Linked DNA regions of Sus scrofa: all the other regions are linked to region 2. A link is a contact called in public HiChIP or PLAC-seq and promoter capture Hi-C data. All regions are on one chromosome and are shown on one strand. Each heading gives the region's core, a stretch centred on a gene start, on an enhancer-like site or on the middle of the called end of the contact. The rest is flanking DNA. Distances are from core to core; before and after follow the strand shown.

Evidence for each region. Promoter capture Hi-C pulls out the DNA fragments that hold promoters and counts their contacts. HiChIP or PLAC-seq counts read pairs in DNA pulled down with a chosen protein or histone mark.
Region 1: a contact with region 2 is called in a promoter capture Hi-C map of liver, with 4 times the contacts expected there. The contact joins the promoter of NXT1 here to the promoter of APMAP in region 2. A contact is called at or near these places in 1 of 5 promoter capture datasets (liver) and 1 of 2 datasets of contacts at active chromatin or transcription factors (alveolar macrophages).
Region 3: a contact with region 2 is called in an H3K27ac HiChIP or PLAC-seq map of alveolar macrophages. The contact joins the promoter of CST3 here to the promoter of APMAP in region 2. A contact is called at or near these places in 2 of 5 promoter capture datasets (fetal liver and fetal skeletal muscle) and 1 of 2 datasets of contacts at active chromatin or transcription factors (alveolar macrophages).

The regions. Positions count from the first base shown.
Region 1 is chr17:30,336,417-30,340,910 of Sscrofa11.1, forward strand. It overlaps NXT1 (NTF2-related export protein 1), which reads left to right and starts at 1,963. Exons shown (of 2, transcript XM_003134295.4): 1 at 1,963-2,306.
Region 2 is chr17:30,792,622-30,796,846 of Sscrofa11.1, forward strand. It overlaps APMAP (adipocyte plasma membrane-associated protein), which reads right to left and starts at 2,381. Exons shown (of 9, transcript XM_001927087.7): 1 at 2,223-2,381. The coding sequence starts at 2,314.
Region 3 is chr17:30,471,081-30,475,862 of Sscrofa11.1, forward strand. CST3 (cystatin C) reads right to left here and starts at 3,406. Exons shown (of 3, transcript NM_001044602.1): 1 at 3,149-3,406; 2 at 692-805; 3 at 1-74. The coding sequence starts at 3,391. It overlaps LOC106506628 (a long non-coding RNA gene), which reads left to right and starts at 3,533. Exons shown (of 3, transcript XR_002339947.1): 1 at 3,533-3,655.

The sequences.
Region 1 (4,494 bases), core at 713-3,212, 460 kb before region 2:
AGTTACAGAGCCAGTTTGGGGAAGGATCCTTGGCAAACAAGGAAGTTGCTGTCAATGGAAAATGTCAAAGCACACTAACGTCCCCTGAATGTTTGCTGTGTGGTCAGCCCTGGGCTAAGCACTGACCACACCCTGTACCATTCACTCGCTCCTCACGTCAACCAGAGGAAATGATGGTATTACTTTCCCTCCTCTATAGATGAGGCCCTGAGTTTCAGGGGAGGTTAACTCACACACTCTGCTAGTGCACTAAGCCCTGCCAGATAACTTACAAGTATTTTCTGCTTATGCTCAATTTTAAATAGTAATAATAATGTAAAAAGAGAATGTACTGGCTTTTAGAAAGCTCAAACTTCAAGGTTGATTTGGTTCCCAATACAGTTATCAAAGGCTTGATCTCTCCCCATCTCTCTTGTCTACCTCGTCACACAAGGGCTCCCTCCTCAGGGTGGCAAAATAGCTGCCACAGCACCATCCACATATCACATGTCCAGAAGGAGAAATAGCATCTTTCCCCCAGTCCCCTGGCAAACTCCTTTTCTAGGTTCAGTGGCCCTAACTGGGCATTCTACTACCCCAGAATTGGGCGCTTAGAGCCAAAGGTATCTCTAACCTCCCAACTCAAGCACCACAGCTGCAGTAAAAACCAGGCTTGCTTCCAAGAGGAGAGGGTTAACTGATAGAGAAGAGTCATTACAACTAGAATGTTATGGAGCAATGAGTTGAACCCAGGACTGTCTGCTAATTCAAACAATATTTATTGGCATTCCAGTCGTGTCACAGCAGAAACAAATTTGACTAGGAACCATGAGGTTTCGGGTTCGATCTCTGGCCTTACTCAGTGGGTTAAAGATCTGGCATTGGCGTGAACTGTGGTGTAGGTCACACGCACAGGGGGCTCGGATCTGCTGTTGCTGTGGCTCTGGCCTAGGCCTGCGGCTACAGCTCCGATTAGACCCTTAGCCCTGGGAACCTCCATATGCTTTGCGTGTGGCCCTAAAAAGACAAAAAGACAAAAACTCTTGCTGTGGGTCAGAAACAATTTGCTGGTGACACAAATCTAGAAGTTTCCTGCCCTCTCACTCTCCTGCTGCTGACTCTGCTGCCTCTCAGCGTTAAAGCCTTGCGTTTTCGAAGAACTCAGAGCAGGATAAATGCCCTCCTAAACATCTTTTCTAGGTCTGAAGGCGTTCTGTGACTCCAAGCTGTCATTTAATTTGTATCTCTCTGCCTCCTCGTCTATACAATCAGGAATGATGATTATATCTCCGCCTAAGGTATGAGAATGAAATGAAAAGGGCTTACATGAGAAACAAAGAAACTCAAAAGCAGCAGGACATCCAATCCAGGGGTCATAGGGGAGGTCAACTCCCGTTTTCATTCCAGTCATACGGTCATTCAGAGTTTTGTACATTAAACTCCATTTTCACTGGCTTGGGCTTTGTAAAGACATTGAAGAGTGAATACCACTCCAGAAGTGTTAGTTCAGTTCACGCTTTTTACTCAGCCAGCATTTTATTTTTTTATAATCCAAATGATTGACTACTTAAGTGGGAGGTCACCTATGCTGTAGAGCACCCCCCCCCCCGCCCCAGTTTCTAAACTTGTCCTGACACCTGAAAGCAAGGGTCCTCTTAGGAAAACAGGCAAAGGTGCGCGCTAGGTAAGCTGACCATAGAGACGCCGGGAAAACGCAGAGCACTAGTAAACCTCACCTGTCTAGAGGCCTCTGCGCAGCCGCGAGACAGCCCCGCCCCCAGTGCCGGAGACCCCAATCAGGGGCCTCATCTACCTTGCGCCGGAGTCAGTGACCCGGATGAACCAATTAAGACTCAAGCGCGGATTTGCTGTGGTCTTCTGGGAAAGCGCCTCTCCCGGAAGCCTCGAGGCCTCGAGCCACACCTGGGCGGGGCTTTCCGGCCCCGCCGTCCCACTGGCTGATACAGCTGCCCGTCACAGGGAGGGGCGGGGCCTGGAGCTCGCGTCTGCGCCGACCTGGCTGGCCCCGCGCGGGAACCCGCGGAGGCGCGGACGAGACCCGGCAGGTCCCGGGAGGAAGGGGCGCGGAGGGGGGGGCTCTTCCCGGCCCCTTCAAGCAAGCGGCGGAGGAGCGCGGAGACTCGGCAGGCCAGGCCAGACCGTCAGGGGGGTCCCCGCGGAGCCGCGGCCCGCGTGACCAGAGCCGCCCACGCCGACCCCAGCTGACTGAGGCCCCCGCTGACTGGGGTCATATCTCCACGCTGACCGGCGCCGACCAGGGCCGCCGCCCCGCTGCCCCTGCCGCTCAGGTAGTTCCCCCCGCTCAGGTAGGTGTCTTCCGTGCCGGTAGGTGCCCCCCCTACCCTCTGCCCCCGCATTGTGGGGATGCAGGCTGGTCCTGCCGCGAGACTTAAGCAGGTTACAGCCCCGCAGGAATGACTCTCTTCCTGCAGACCCTCCAGGTGGGCGGCAGGTTGAGCTGTGTCCGCGGAGGCAGGGAACCCAGGTACCGGGGAATCGCGTAGAAGCCGGGTGAGGGGGAGTCCAGCGAGGGAGACAGGCCTGTGGGGGCGGGGCGGGGGACGGATTATAAACTAGCCCTCGGGAAACGAGTGCCCGCACATTTGACCCCAGAAAGGCAGGAGTCAGTGAGAGGACAGCACCGTCCCAACATCGTGTTCTTAGATGACAGATGGGGGTGTGCCCACGCGGACCCTCATCCACACCTAAGTATTCTTTTCTCATTAGCGAAGTTGTTACAGTAACGCCTCGTCCATTCTGGGGACCATTGAAAGACGTGGTGCAATGTTAAGCGCTAGAAAATAGGAGCTACAAGTGAGTGTCTGCAGAGCCGGACTTGAGATCCTCAGGAGGGGGTGGCAGAACCCGCGTGGGCGCCTGGCCCCCAGGCCCCTTTCTGGAGGGATCTATCTCCAGCCTCGCCAGTTCTGTCCTGGAGGCTCAGGCCTCCACCTTCCTTAGCCCTTAAGCGTTCCTGACTTCTTCCCAGCCCTACTTGGGGTCTTTTATCTATTACATGAGCTGATTTTTTTTTTTTTTTTTTTTTTTTTTTTTTTGCTTTTTAGGGCTACACCTGCATCACATGGAGGTTCCCAGGCTAGGGTTTGAATCAGAGCTGTAGCCGCCGGCCTACACCACAGCCACAACAACGCAGGATCCAAGCCATGTCTGCAACCTACACCACAGCTCACACAACAGCAGATCCTCAACCCACTGATCAAGGCCAGGGATGGAACCTGCACCCTCACAGTTCCTAGTCGGATTTGTTTCCGCTGTTCCACTGCAGCATGGTGGGAACTCCTGATTTTTTTTTTTAAGTTAAGGTCTTTGAAACGAAAAAATATTCAATATTTAAGTTTGTAAATCTAAACATATTCACTATCTTGGTAATGTTGTCCTCTGTTTGATTTTTGTGTGGTGAAATGTTTTAATCATGCAAAAAAAGAACAGAACAGTTGTACCATACCCGGAAAAAAAGCAAGTAATAATTTTTCCTTATGCTTTTGGACTGGTTTTGTTGTTGTTTGTGCTGTTCCTTTTGGCGGGGGACAGCAGTTGGCAGTGGAAGTTCCCGGGCCAGGGATCAAACACATGCCACAGCAGTAGCCAGAGCCACAGCAGTGATCCCTAACCCACTGAGCCACCAGGGAACTCAAAGATGTTTCTAATAATGGGTATCTATATTGCTGGGCACTTTTTTTCTTTTTCTTTTTTTATTTTTTTAAGCCATTCTCACAGCCTGCAGAGGTTTCTGGGCCAGGGATCGAACCTGAGTCAGTGACAACTCTGAATCCTTAACTACTAGGCAACCAGGGAATTTCCTCTGGACTGTTTATAAAGGAAGTTGACATTTTGGCTTCAGCCAAAATTCTTTTTTGCTGCCACCACCCCTTCGCCCTGCACCTCATAGAATCTCCGTCTGGCCCCTGCCTACTTTCATTAGCACTCAGGGCTTCCCTGTGCTCCTAGGATCTGCACATCCTCCCTCATTCCAGTCAGCACCAGCTTCGCTCCTCAGTGCCCAGCAGCATGAGGACTGCAGCCACCATAGCGGTCCTGTCCAGTCCTCGTAGCATTTGTTCTCTTAAGAAACCTGCCTTCTCCTCGCTCCCCAGGCCCTGTGGCTGAGCTCATACTAGATGGCCCCAGACTCATCAGCTGAGCTCTGCTGGCTGGCTGGCCTTAATTGGGCCTCTCTTCCCTTCCTGGGTGCACTGTCTTTACGGGGTACACTGCTTCCCTGCTTCTCCAGGGCAGCCACACCTGTTCCTCTCTGCCAGGATAAAGCAGCCTTCCATAGTCAGATGGCCTGTAGCTTATAAAATGAGTTCATTAGAATTCATAGTAATAGCTGCCACTTGTGAATGTGTGGGTCTCAGGCTTTTTCTGTCAGCGTGCGGTGTACACTGCTTTGTCTATTCCTACATTCAGTTACGCACAGTAACTTTAAAACGAGCAAACTGAGGCGCAGTAAGACTAGGCATCGGCACCAGT
Region 2 (4,225 bases), core at 1,131-3,630:
ACCTAAAAGATTTTTAATTAGACTAAAATCCTTTAGAGGTTTATTGAAAAAGCAGAGATAAGTTTTCAACTCTTCACTCCTAAGTAGTTACATATGGATATTAAACAGCTGTTCTCTCTTCCAAAACAAAAGGGTTACAATCACTCTGTCAATAAAGTTTCTAAACCATGTGGGGAAACTGATGCCAGATAACTCATGACAAGCCTGCACTGAGGTAAGAACACTCAGCGCATCTACAAGCCACAATGAATGAAAGCTTACAGCTCAGCTACAGAAACTCAAGAGCTCTGGCATAAAATCTTATTTCCAAAGCACAGTTTTAAAAATAGGCTTCCCATTGTCCAGCTGCCAATTCTGTCCTTCTTTCATTTTTTCATGTCTCTTGTGACTTGATTCTTCTGTAACTTTACAGAAATCGTGTCACAACCTCACCAGTAAAACAGAGCTAAGACCACCTTTCATGCCAAGAGTCAGGAGACTGAGCAAGGTATCGCTAGGTGTCCCTTCCACTAAAACTACTGCCCTGCTTCTGTTAACACCCTTCCAGGCTTGCTTCATTCTGTTTAGCGGGTCAAGTTTACTCTATAGTTATCCTGTTTCTACTTCCTCCAGATTCTTCTACTTTCCCACCATACACAAAGCCCTCCTGTCAGGGTGAACCCTCAACTTTCAAGGTAATTAAGATGACAAACAGATGAACTCCTAGAAACCTCCACAAAGGAAATTAAAATTGAATCACTGAATGATAAAAATAAGGGGGAAAAAACCAAAGAATTACAATATAAATCTAAGAAGGAAGCTGGATAACAAGATCTCTCTTTGAGAGAGACTGTTACAAAGACACAGACTAGGATCAAAGAAGAGAAAAAACAAAACACAGGAAAGCCAAGAAAATGTCTTAAATAAATAGTGCAGAAGGCCCCCAGGGAAAGACCAGCAGCAGGTGAGAACTTAGGACTAACCCTGCCATTGAGGAAGAAATCCCCACAGAGAAAGTGAAAAACAAGTGAATTAACTCTGCTCCTTGCCCTGAGGCCTGGAGCACCCCACACACACACACCCCAAAACAGGTCTCCTCCGGTGCTCTCTGCCCTGCAGGTCCCAACAGACAGGCTTGGGCCAGCTGTTCCCGACTCCTGGGTACTAGAGTATGGCAATGTCCTGTTTGAAGTCTCTGGAGCACAGCACTGCCAGTCCATGCATGTTTGTTTTAAAGGCTCCTCAGTTATCAGCAGATGATTTCACAACACCCACAGTCAAAAGAGTGACCAATTTGTCCTGGTTTGCCCGGGGTTGGCACTGAAAGTTCTACATCCTTAAAACCTCTGAGTCCAAGGCAAACTGGGATGGCTGGTCCTCCTACAGTAAGGACTGTACGTGGAGCCTATTTCCAACCCTTCCTCTGGCCCCAGGACTCATATTACTGAAAAATCCTGTCAATGGCATTTCTAGAGCCAACACTCCTCTCTGCTATGGTGCTCCTTCAAACGTGTTCATCTTATTATCGTCAGTGAATAAATTCAGTCTTCCTTGGCAAAAACTGTCCTGCATTCAGTATACACCACCCCCAGTGGCACCTCAGAAAATACTGCCAATAGTTCTAATAACATGTAAGTCAATCAGTTCCACCCTTTAAATTCGGTCTATGTGGGCCCTCTTGCCCCTTAAAAAAAAAAAAAAAAAAAAAAAAAATTCAAAGTTACCACACTCAGGGCACGAAGCTAAAAAGAGAATTTTAATACTTTCCAAGGCTTAGGCTTCAGTTTTTAACTAACAAAGCAAAGCACATTTAAACTCCGGAAGGCTGGGAGAAGAAGAGGAGGCCAAAGGCCAGGGATTTCTTGTATTAGGCACCGATACTACAGCGCCCTCGGCATCTCCGACCCTACTGGGAAAACGTGCAAGGCTGGACTCTCACAGAAACTGTCCACACGTCCCCTCTGCTCGCGGCTCTTTCTGAAGACGCGGCGAGAAAGGCAGGTGCGGAAGCCGTTCTCCGCGGCCCCGGGCGGCTCCGCGGGCGTCCCTGAGGGAAAGTGCAACCGGGCCGGGGGCAAGGGGGCCCGGGGGCTGGGCAGTGACGCGGCGACCGGCCGAAAGGCCGCAGGTGCACGCGCGGCAGGAACCCGCTTCCTCCCTTGAAGAGAGGCAGCCAGGGATTAAGCGAGGCGTTCGCCACGGTCGCTGCCTCGGAGTCAGGCCCCGCTCCGAGCCCAGCCTACCTGCCGTCCTTGGCCTCTGGGGCCCGGCCGTCATCCGTGACCACCTGCGGCCGCAGGGGCCGGCGCTGCCGCAGCCCATCCGCCTCGCTCATGGTACCAGTGGGACTGCTACCCGAGGGCCGCGCCGCCCGCCTCCTACCCGGCGCACGGAAGTGACGCAGAAGGCCCCACCTCCCCAGGAGAGCGCGGAAGTGACGAGAGTCCAGCCCCTTCCGGCCGCCAGGGCGGGCGCGGCTGCGAGGCACTTCCCGGCAAGTTTGCTCCCGCACACTTTGCAGCCAGCGGCCTTTGGGGCCAGGGCAGCCGTGTTCTCGACCCCCCGGCCCTTCACGTCCTGTCCGACCGCGGCGCGGTGCCCACGCCGGCAGAAGGGACGTGGCCCCACTAGGGGGCTGTTTCGAACCGATGGGGTTACGGGAAAAGGGCCGCCGCCCATGTTCGCCTTTGTGACTGTCAAGCCTACGTTCGACAGTTTGTACGCGTGTGGACGGAGCTGTCTCCGGATAAGTGGACAGAGCCCAGGGCCGTGCACCCGACGGGCCCCCGAGCTCCTCCGAGAAGATCCAGGTCGTCGTGGACAGCTGTGGGGTTTGATGAGCCCTTGGCCGAAGAGGCCATCGGGCTTGTGAGGGCGTCCAGCAGTGACAGAGCTGAAGGTGGGTGGGTTCGGGAAGACACGGGAGGAGGCTTTCTCGGCAGGGAAACCGGGTCATATTACTGTACACCGTCTCCAAAGAAGGTGCTGCAAGTGAAGCCCTGAGAGTCGACTTCTGTGCTGCGCTGGAAGGCGTCCCAGGCGAGCATGCCACGGCCTTTCTGGATGCTGGAGAGCATTGGACTCCCACCTCACTGCCTGCCCCGGCTGGGGGAATGAGGCGTCCCTGTGAAAAGCAGCCACTACTCTTCGGGATCTGGCCCCTTCCTGCCCTGAACTCGGGATTCAGACACTCAGGATTGCTTGCTATTGATAATTCTATGCCTCCCTGGCTTTGTCCACCTTACTCTTTGTGGCAATGCTTTCTGTAACAGCTCTGCTTGGCCAAAACTTTTTATCTCTCAGAATCCACTTTATTTGCTGAAAATCCTTCCCCTGATGTCATAGGCAGGATATCTTCCTTGTTTCTAAGGTACTTTCCACATGCGCCAATTATGGAACTCAGCCTGTTGTAGCCAGGAACATACCTGTACACGAAAATAATAAGTGAGGTTTATTGAACTTGCTGCAGCAAAGGAATGCGCCAGGGCTCGTGTGAGTCTCCTCAAAAGGCTCGTGGAAGGGCCCTCCTGAGATCTGGGACTGGAGTTAGCTGTAGACTGCCTAGGCAGGGATGGGTCAGGATCGGTCACCGGGAGAGTCCCTTGAGAGCAGTGGTCCTGTCTCAGAGGACATGCTCTGCCACATTTGTGTTGCCCAGCCCAGTTTAGTCTACTAAAACTGTGTGTGTCATGGTCAGGCCCACTTTGCTAGCTGTGCTTTGTTTCCTTCCAGTGCCCCAACCCTGTCTCCAACCTAGCTGCCATCCAGTTACTGGCAGGGGGATGGGACCACCAAGATTGATATGACTGGGTATCTTAATCTTCAGCACTGCTGACAGTTTGGGACAGACGAGTCCTTGGGGGAAAGTGGTGCAGGGAAGAGCTGTCCTGTGTGTTGCAGGATGTTCAGCAGCATCCCTGGCCTCCACCCCTTAGATGCCAGTAGCTTCCCACCTAGTCTTGATGGTCAGTGATGTCTCCAAGCATGGTACCAAGTGCCCAGAATCCACTCCCTTCCCTGAGTCAGGCTGAGGCCTGCTTCCGGCTGTGCTGCTTTCCCAGTTGCTTGCTCTTAAGTCACCTGTCCCAGGAGGACCATCCTAGTGATTAGAGGCCGTCATCAAAGTGCTGAGGCCTTCAGTGTCAGCAGCTGGACTCAAAGGTGCTACATGAAAGTGAAAATAAATGCCCCAGGTAGGTGCTGTGCTTTGTGTTGCCCCAGAGTGCTTACACTGAGACAGTGGTTC
Region 3 (4,782 bases), core at 2,156-4,655, 320 kb before region 2:
CGACAGCTGGACTTCACCAGGGAGGTGGTGCCCTTCCAGGGGACGGTGTAAACTTGGAAGGAGCACAGCGTTTTCTGCGAAAAGGAAAGAGAAGGAGGTCAGTCAGGGCGACAGTAAGAGGGACAGGTCCATGGCTCCAAGTCCAACATGTCCCCTGCGGCTGCCCGCGGGACTACACAGTCCCGGCCCAGGCACAGCCCTCGAGGGAGCAGCCTGATGGGGCCCCACCCTCCGGCCCAGCCCTGAGACAGGTCCACAGGGAGGACCCAGGGCTGGGACCCCCACTCCTGACAGAGGCAGAGCCTTCGAGGGGTGACAAAGGAGTGCACCCCCCCAAGGCTGAGCCCCCCAAGAACCAGCCAAGCCTCCGGAGAATCTGGCCTTTGGTGAGCAGGGCAGCATCACGGGGTTTAAGCCATCTCCAGGCCGCTAATTCCCTCTAATCAGCCCACGCGGCCGAGGAGGGGATTAAAGGACCCTTTTTTCCTCCCCAGCAAACACGCCCACTGTGTCCTCCATTCAGCAGGTGATAAGCCCAGAGCACATGGTGCCCCAACTTCCCAGCTAAACTACCCTACAAATTCAGAGTGGTCGCTCACACACACGCACACACACACACCCAGCACTCACCTGTGACACTCCTCCACAGGCACACATATGCCCCACCCCTCTGCCCCCATCAGACACATACCTTCTGCAGGTCCGGCTGGTTGGGGAAGGGACAGTTGTCCAGGTTGGCCTGGGACTTGGTGCACGTGGTTCGGCCAATCTCCACTTCCAAGAAGTAGTTCATCCCCGCCACGACCTGTACACATGGAGCGCAGATGAACCTACAACACCTGCCCGCTGCAAACACACGGTCACCTTCCCACGGGCTGCAAAGCTGCACCCAGGAAGCGCCCCTGGCCCTCCCCGGAACTTGTTTATGAGCTGCCCTGAAGCCAGGGACCAACATTCTATTAACTGGGTCCAAGAACAGAAAGTGCAACTCCAGGGGACCAGCCAGAGTGTGGAAAAGCAACAGGCTGGTGCCCGGAGCCTGGGTGGGGACGGAGCACACAGCATCTGCAGGAAGATGGGTGCCTGGCAACTACACTTCAGCGAAACTCCAGTCTCGGGTGGGGAGTCCACAGCATCCCATTCCTCCCCTGTAACCCAGGTTTATTTACACCCTCCCGTAAAAGGAGGAGACAAAAGCTTCACATACACGGATGTTTAAGCCAATAAAAAACGCTTGGAATGCTGACCATTCAAGTGTGATTTTCAACAGGAATATTTCTGAAGTGTGTCACAGTCTGTGTGTCTCTTACACTTGAGATTACAGACGTGAACCCTGGCCACACACTGGTACCCAGACAGGCCTCATTAGAACCCAGAGAAGCACGGGCTGCGAGGCCAGGGACTAGGCTGCAGACCCCACCTGGTGGAGCCACATGGTGTCCCGTGACCCCTCTGCTGTCAGCTTCCCCCCATGGTCCGTGAGCTAGTCTCACACCCAAGAGGAGCAGGCTGGAGGGGACCTGGTGAGCAGGGGCACTTGCCCACCCAAAAAGGACAGCGCCAGTGCACTGCTGCAGGAAGAGAAGTGGGTCTGGTCTTGACCATTTTCTGCCATTTCAGGAGAAAGTGGCAGGAAGCCCTCTGTGCTGGCCGGCATGCAGGTCAGAAGGTCTAAATTCTAGCCTTCCTTCAAGGGCCAGCATGAGGCCCCGCAGCCCTTCCTGCCTCTCCCTCTGCCCCTTCTCCTCAAGAACAGGCTCCTTATCTGGCCAGGCTGGCAAGCAGAGGCAGGGGCAGGCTGGTGTGCCCATCTCAGGGTGGTGGTAAGATGTCACAGCCCAGAGGCTGCCCCCGTGGATGTGACCTGTGGGCGGAAGCAACAGTCCAGGAGCCTTTGGATTCTTACGTCAGACCCCCCGCCACTGCCCCAGTCCAGGACACACCGGCCACCACAGGCCAGCTCACGGACTCGTGTTTGCTGACACCATCTGGGTGCTCCAGGGAGCAGCCAGGCCCCACAGGGAGGACACTTGGAGGGTCGGACCCGAACACCACTGCACGATGGGGACGTGGAGGCCATGTGAGCTGAGCGGCACCTGCCAAGGAGGCTACAAGAAGTGCACACCTGTTCTGTGTGACTTGAGGAAACATCAGGCCAAACCAAATCCAGCGACAGTCTGAGCCACAGCTGGCTGGACCTTCAGAAATAACACCAAGATCACAAGACAGACCAGGGGCTGCCTCGGAATAAAGGAGGCCACAGGACAGCAGCATGTGGCCTGACAGTGTCCTCGGCTATAAAGGACTGGGAGATAGATAACTGGCATCTGAGTAAGATTGGTGTATGAAAGTGTTAGTGTTTGATTCCTAATCTTCAAAATTATTTTGTGCCTTGGAAGAAAACAACCTTGCTTTTAGGAAAAATACACAAACGTGTTGTGTACCCAGGAAGGGTCAGAAAAATTAATGTGTATAAACATCGCTACACACATGTATGTGGGGATGAGGCGGGTCAAGCAAATTCTGCAACTTTTTAACATTTGAGGAATCTGGGTGAGAATCTACAAGGACTCTATGTATCTTTGTAACTGCCCGATAAAGTCTGAAATGATGTTAAAAAGTTAAAAGGAAGGTGCTTAAAGAACCATTCAGGGGCAAAGTCAGGAGCGCAGCCAGGTGTGGGTGTGTTTTTCCCTCTCCTCAGGTCATCTAGATGGCAGCTCGCACGGACCCCCCAGTCCCAGGAGGCTGGTCCCTGACCCCAGCGCGGACCCAGATTGCGGGCCAGGCCGGGCCCACGCCAGGTGACACCCCGAGAAGGGCTGTGGCCGCCGGGAGAGGCCGGGGGCCACGCCAGGGTGAGAAGCGCATCAGCGTCTGTGCAGATCCCCCGGAGCCTCCAGGGGCTGAAGGGGACCCTCCTCCCAGGACCTGGGGGCTCGGCGGAAGCCGGGCTGGAGACGGCGCCCGGCCTCCCGCAGTCAGGGCCGTCCCGCCCCTGCGCCCCCTGCCTAGTTCCAAAGCACTCAGGCTCTGCACCCTGGCCCCGCGCCCCAGGCCGCTGCTCTCAGGCTCCGCACCCCGCCGGTCCGGCCCCTGAGCTCCGACTCCGCAACTCGATCCCGCGCCCTCTCCTCGGCAGACGCACCTGCTTGCGGACGCGCAGCACGCGCAGCACGCGGCCGTGGTAGGCGTCATTGCTCGCTTTGTTGTACTCGCTGAGGGCAAAGGACAGCGCCTGCTGCACGCCCTCCTCGTTGACATCCGCGTCTATTAGGCCGCCCACCAGGCGGCCCTTGTGGCCCTGTCCGGCCGCGGGGCTCACGGCCAGGGCGAGGGCCAGGGCCAGGGCGGCCAGCAGGAGCAGCGGGGAGCGCGGGGACCCGGCCATGGTCTCTCGGAGACAGACGGAGTTTCGGCCCAGCGGCGATCAGATCGCTAGCCCAGCCGGGCTGGTAGTTGTGCTTTTATCCCCCGCAACTGGGCCCTGGCCCCGCCCCCTGCCCCGCCCGGCTCCTCCTCTTCCGCCCCTCCCCATCCGCCGCCCATCCGATCCTTCCCGGTCCAGCTGCTTTCCAGCTGGATTCTCCTAGGTCTCTCCGAAAGTGTCATCTCCTCTGGGCCGGCGAATCTTGTAACCCAACTCTGTACCCAGGTCTGGAAGGGGAGGAAGGGCGTCTGGCCCCCGGGGGGTGTCTAAGCGCCTGGTCCGCGTCTAGATGTCCCCGGAGCGGGGCTGCGGTTTCCGTCTGCGGCCTGTCCTGGGGAACTTCTTTGCCAAACATTAAGTGAATTAACCTTCATTTGGGAAAAGCTCATCGGGTTCTCTTACTCAAACTCATTTCTTTATTCGACCACCGAACCCTTCTGGGGCTTCTCCCTGGCCAGGGCGTCTGTAGATGGAGCATGGAGGGGTGGGGGTGGGGGTGGGGAGATACTCCAGGCGGTGGAGCCCCTGAGAGTTGAAGATGTTAGGGAAACTATTTTCTAAGAGACACATTAAACAGAGCAGAAAGAAAAAAGTCTATGAAAGCATAATACTTTCTATTTAACCCAATATATCCAAAATTTTTCAACATACACAGCCAATTGTGAATGACACATTCTCCACTCTTCTATACCTGCACTATGTCTTTGGGGTCCTGTGAGTGCATTTTACCCTTCAAACAGGAGTCACTGTCTCACCGGGTCCATCTCCTGTGTCCCATGACCAAGTGTAGCTGCTGTGGGGCGCGGTGGGTGTAGGGCCGTGGGTCGCAGTAATCAGTAATGACGATCAGAGAGTGACAGGGGCTCTGCTGAAAGTGAGGTGAAGGATGAAACAGAGAGAGACATGGACATCCCTGGACCCTGGCCACAGATGCCCCTTTGAGAAGACAGAGCTTTAGGCTGACACCTACCCAAAGGGCAAGAAGTCCCTCAGGCACAAAGAAGGGAGACTTGGGCAGAGGGAACAGCCAGTGGGAAAGCCCTCCAGCGGAACTGTCCTGCTCTGGGGATAGGAAGCTGCTGGTGTTTAAGCAGAGGAGGGGTGTGATCTGGAATCTTCCCCTGGGGCTGGATGTACCATAACATGTGGGTATGGGCCAAGGGCAGAGGGTGGGGAAGACCCCTACTGGGCCAGTGGGGGAGGGGCAGCACCCCCCCCCCCATGCAGAGAATGGCCGTCTCCCTTCAGGGGGCCATGACAGTGGCTCTGGTCCTCTGTCCACTGCTTGGAAAACTTTGTTGATTTTTAAAAGTCAACTTGAATGAGGTATGATTCATATACAATAAAAATGC